Regions from separate parts of the Bombyx mori genome. Here region 1 is linked to region 2. Evidence: chromatin contacts called from public Hi-C data. All regions are on one chromosome and are shown on one strand. The core of a region is the stretch at or near the end of the contact, and the rest is flanking DNA. Distances in the headings are between cores, read along the strand shown.

Evidence for each region. A called contact is a pair of places that touch in the nucleus more often than the background predicts.
Region 1: a Hi-C map of midgut shows a contact between it and region 2, with 3 times the contacts expected there. The contact joins the enhancer-like site here to the promoter of DnaJ-19 in region 2. A contact is called at or near these places in 3 of 7 Hi-C or Micro-C datasets (midgut, an unstated tissue and whole pupa).

What each region holds. Positions count from the first base shown.
Region 1 is chr22:10,875,397-10,878,272 of ASM3026992v2, forward strand. LOC101741956 (nucleolar protein dao-5) reads right to left here. Exons shown (of 6, transcript XM_062674987.1): 6 at 2,293-2,876. Among protein-coding and RNA genes, the nearest start is that of LOC101741956, 9.3 kb to the right of the region's middle. Within about 2 kb of position 1,270, at least 8 of the 8 cell types and tissues checked have open chromatin away from gene starts, as enhancers often do.
Region 2 is chr22:10,801,460-10,804,207 of ASM3026992v2, forward strand. It overlaps DnaJ-19 (translocation protein SEC63 homolog), which reads left to right and starts at 1,440. Exons shown (of 12, transcript NM_001281897.1): 1 at 1,440-1,676; 2 at 1,927-2,258; 3 at 2,731-2,748. The coding sequence starts at 1,553. All of the region lies in intron 2 of LOC134200994, which reads right to left. It overlaps LOC101738886 (iron-sulfur cluster assembly 1 homolog, mitochondrial), which reads right to left and starts at 865. Exons shown (of 3, transcript XM_004926383.5): 1 at 720-865; 2 at 323-614; 3 at 1-168. The coding sequence starts at 614. The coding sequence ends at 65.

The DNA of each region.
Region 1 (2,876 bases), core at 20-2,519, 74 kb after region 2:
TAAGATTATGTCAAAATTAAAAGAGTATACTTTAGCTATTTAAAATCAGTAAATATTTAAAGACATTTAAATAATTTCATTTAAACAGAAAATAAATACCTTTTCCAATCGAGACACAATCCCATGAATGTGAAGGTGAGGAATCCATGCCACAAAAAAGTAACTGTAGGGATTGGCTCTTTCTTATGACCAAAATTTTTAAAAGTCCTAATGTTGTTTAGTTGTAGTATTCTTGACTGGTGCCACAGTTTCATGATCAGCTAACTTAACTTGATTGATTGTTTGTAACAATTAATTGCAAATTATAGTCTTTATGCAAAGTATTTCCCTGCAAATTAGTCATATTATTATACTTTGGTGACTGAGTTGAACTGTTATTCGACAAGTAAATGGGAGAGTGGTATTAAAAACAGAAGAAACTATGCAGATATAGGGGACCCAAATTCAAAGGGTTTAGGGTCAACATACTTTTTCAGAGCACCATTGGGATAAATTTGAACCAACTGGTTTTTTTTGCCAGACAATTGATATAAAGGTCTACTAAATCATCTAGATTGTACATTCAAATGTTACTTTAATATTACTTTTAGAAAAAGATAACACCTAATATTTTACTATAACTTAGGTAAAAAAGGGCATATCTATCTCTCTATTAATTTAAACATAAGCAGTCTTATTAAGAATTTTCGTAACGGTACGGTTACACATTTCATGCAATGATAAATTGTAACAAACATTTGACATGAAAGTAGCGTAGTATTATTTAGTAGCTTTAAATTAACAAGATTAAGCTATTTATATTGGCAAGAATTGTATCGATATACCTACAGTATTTCGTAAGACGATATTTTAAATTATTTTCTTTGTTTATATAGGCAAATTAAGTTCAGGTCTAGGTAAGTACTACGCGTTGTACCAAATATTTAGTGTATTATGAATTATGATATTATCTATGCGTTGTAAAATAGCACAGGTTAATATATTAGTTACTACATAACAATACTAATAATACTATTATACTATTATAACAATAGTATCATAAATAATACACTTAATATTTGAAAAATATTATTATTAAGTACCGTACCTATCTATCTATCTCTTAGGTTTATGGCGTTTCCTTTTAGATTTCGCCAATGTCAAGTGTATATAATACTCTGCTTTCTATAATTCTAATTATAATTTCTACCTACTATAATTGTTTTTTTACACCTGTCACCTGTTTTAAGTCTGTCACTTTTTTGGCACTGCTAGTTTGTCAGATTTTTCTTGAAGATTGTACTGCAAAGGCAAAGATGTTACCCCATACGGCCTAATCTTTTATATGTAACATAATATGAAGTGAAATGAAATGAAACTGATTAATATGAAACATGACATGAAATGAAATATAATCTCAGTAAAATAGTGCTCATTTACTGTGATTTTGTCAGTGGACTTTTTGGAGGATCCCGAGAAGCCACGTCTAGCGGCCTTGTTTTTTTTCCCCACATTTGTGCACTTTCACAGATACTAAGCAGTAAATAAACTACCATTATTACGCATCTAAACATGAAGAAACACTAAATAGACAAAATAAAACAAATCATACAATACCACTCCTCGCATTCCCGCCAAAATGTCCCCGAAGATTTTATGGCCTGAGAATTAAGAAGTTGACAGAAGGACAATGACGCATAATTCTCTCTAATCGATTCAGAACGATTTTTCTTTTTTGTGAAATAAATAATATTTGCGCATAGAACTAGTCGTATGAGGCTCTCGAGCCGCAGGTTGCCAACCGCGGTAGTGAGATAAATTCTGGTACATTTTTTTTATTTAGTCTGAGGCTTTATTATTTCACAATATAACATGCGTTTACGAACGGTGTATGTTTATTTCTTTACCATCAATTCAAGATCTATATTTTTTTGTCTTACTCTGTTTGTTTTCTAATTAAAAGAGATAGCCTTTCACCCGTCGATGTGATATTTGTGGGCTCCGGTAAGGGGCCGTGACTGGTGGTATTGTAATAAGTATCTGAATGTTATTTTTACTTAACAAGCAACGGGCACGGAGTCGTCTTTGGAGCTTTTTAAAACGGTTTCCGGCACCTACCTCAAACTTAATTCGACGCGGCGAACGAGTTCAACTTAGTTTTTTTTTCAGCTTTCAATGTAGAATTTGTTAATGTTTAACTCGTAATGCAGTTGTAGTAGTTACTTCTAGAATATACACGATCAAATTTTAGATTAAGAGGATAGCAGTTAACGTTATTTAGCATTTAATTACATACGTAATTAAACAACCAAATAGTATCTCAACATTATATTCAAAGGCGGGACTTTAACAGTAATGCAAAATTACATTTATTTCTTAAACCTATAATTATAAATCATTTGTACATTAATTAGTACTACAATACGTGACACTTAAAACGAGAACACTATTTACAAATACTTAACAACTAGCACTCAAAATAATAATCTTTTTTCAAATGTCAAGTAAAGTTTTAGAACATCCGAATTTAACTAGGTACCTAAAAATAGAACTGAAAATGCTTATTAAATAGTAGTCCGTGGCTGAAGCGAATATAGCAAGTATAACTTAAACAATAAAAATATTCTTTAACTTCAAACTTCCCTCACACTAATAACAATAGTCGATAAAAAAATAAGCATACACTGAATTTGAAAACTAGATAGAACACGCATTTGATCTATACAAGAAAAATATATAATTTACCATCAAGATTTTATTAAAACACGAACGCTCAGTAGCCACGCGAGCTGAACGTAGTCAGTGCTCAAAAAAGGTCGCCCCGTAAACTACATTAAATTCTAAATATGCGTTATCATCTGCAAGTTTATTTACAAAGAATTTTGATAGTCATTGGT
Region 2 (2,748 bases), core at 190-2,689:
GCTATGAAACTTTAAGCTTCAAAATATATACAAATAGTATTACTAAATAGATCCATGAGATTAATTATATACTAAATGATTCTCCACAGCCACAAGTGCCTTTGATATTGGGATTATTGAATACAAACTCTGCAGATAGCTTGTCTTCCACATAATCCATTTCTGTGCCTGAAATGAATTTATTTCATAATTTAATTCAATTTCATACGTAAATACAATATTGCGAAGTGTATCCAATTACATAGTATTATCACAGATGTTTTAAAGTTGTTTATTGATCATTTACATTACCATTTTAATGTATTATTAACATCTTACTGACCTAATAAAGTAAGCTGTGCCTTTTTGTCTATTATGATTGTAACACCGTCTTGTTTTACTTCTTCGTCTAATTTTTCTTTGGTCTTCGCGTAATCTAACGTATATGATAAACCATTGCAACCTCTTTGTCGTACTCCAACTTTTAAACCGACATAACCTTTTGCCTCTTCTTTCTGCATTATTTCTTTAACCTTTTTCACAGCTGACGGTGTTAGTACCAAAGCAGCTCTCGAAGGCAATATTCGTTTCTTTACAGCCCGTACCGTTGCACTAGCTATAATTTTTGTGGTCATCTGAAATTATTAAAATTATTTTCTTACTATTTGTACTATTGGCTTAATTATAATAATAAATTTTATTTTTAATTAAGTTAATTATAGAAGGAACCTTGTACTTACGCTTTAATAAGTATAGTTTGGATCTTGACTATTCTTGACTATATTATTTTCATTGAAATTATTTCATAACTGTTTGACATAACTTTGACTTTGACACATGTCATAACAATTATTATTATTTGTTTAATTTTTTCACTGGGTAGGCAAAGGGGAGTAGAGTCTACAAGATCAAATCTTTTGTGACAAAGACCACGTCAGTTGAATTAAATGTGAAACGCACTCACAACGAACAATTTGTGCTCTTTAGCAGAAATGAGAAGAACGAAGTTGTGTTAATTGTTTTATTTTGTTAATTTAGTGTTTCTTCGGCCTTAAGCACTTTAGAATTATGTTGGCTTATTAAGTGTTTAGCATATTGGAAAGTCCACCAATCTGGGAAAATTTTACTATTTTTGTTATTTCATCTTACCTGTTGGTCTTCATGATACTTGGGAACATCCATTAATTATCTATCTCATAAAAAAATTTAAATAAATTTTACTGGCTTGGAAACAAAGTCTTTTAAGCCATCTATCTCATAATTTAACTTTCAAAGTCCACAGATTAAACCTAATATTTGCGTGTGACTCTTTGTTCTCGTCTCTATTGACTGAAATATTAGAAGTGTATTATTATCTATGTTAAATATAGAACAGATAAGGCTGTATGAGCTTAGATCCCCTTGCCATTCCTAATAAGGAAAAATTGTACCAAAAAAAATATCTATGTTAAATGACACGTCTTCTGTCGGTCAACTTACTTGATATAAATTAATTTTGATAAGTTGTCGGGTTTTAAGTTTTACCCATTGGTGTATTTAATGTTACTTAAATCCGAATGATTTGATACTTACAATGGGCGGTCAAAAATTCGAATATGACGAAAGTGGATCTACATTCTTTTATTTTGTTTTATCATTTCTTGCATTAATATTAGTACCAGCTACATTTTATTATTGGCCTAAAAAACGAAAAGAAGGTATGGATACAAATGTTAAATTCTATTGTTGTATTAATAGATTGATTTGATGTATTAATTTGTTTCAATAATAACAACTTTTAACTAAAATGGGAATTGAAAATGTCTCATGAATTTGTCGAAGGTATCACATAATGCTTTACCGTTAGTATCGAATGCCTAATTGATGACTGTACATCACTGCTTTTTACTAATGCCGGAATTTTTTTAGTCTCACGCTTAACTGATTTAAAAATTACAACCTTTTTAGATCCTGCAAAATTAGCCGAAAGATGTCAGTGTCCAAATTGTGTTAGCAAACAACTAATCATAGAACAATCGCAGCCTTACAAAAGCGTGAAAAATTTCTTTGTGAAACTTGCTATAGTATCTGGATGGGTGCTACTTGGATTTCTGGCATACAAGGTCTCACAGTTTGATTATGAGATGTCAAACTTTGATCCGTATGAAATTTTGGGCCTACCTCCTGGTGCAACTCAGGCTGAAATAAAGAAATCATATCGTAAACAGTCTCTAGTTTTGCATCCTGACAAAGAAACTGGTGACGAGAAGGCTTTCATGAGGCTCACAAAGGCATACCAGGTAAACATAATTAATATTTCATGGATGTTTTTTCTAGGACCTAAATTGATTGTTAATATAAAAAAAAAACTTAACATATTTATTTGATACATAAAGTCAAAAAGCTCCAGTCCACAGTAAAATATAGCATATCTTAGTATCATCACCTTGAAGCAAAAGATCAAATACCCACTTGCAAAGGACTGATGTCTGATTATTCAAACTAATGCTTGTAAGCCTATTGGCAGAAATCTTTTTTTTTATGTTCCACATTGAACATTGTCTGAACAATTTTAGATTACGAACTGCAAATTCTTTAATTGAAAATTTGTAATCAATACCTTCAGCTCACTTTGAATAGGAACAGAATATGTGGTCAGTAGAGTTCATAGAAAAATACAGTAATAATGAACTGTATTCAGGATAGAGAGGCCTTTGCTCTGCAGTGGGGTACCACATATGGTATATAATAATGATAATTTATTTTATTTAGGCTCTTACAGATGATGAA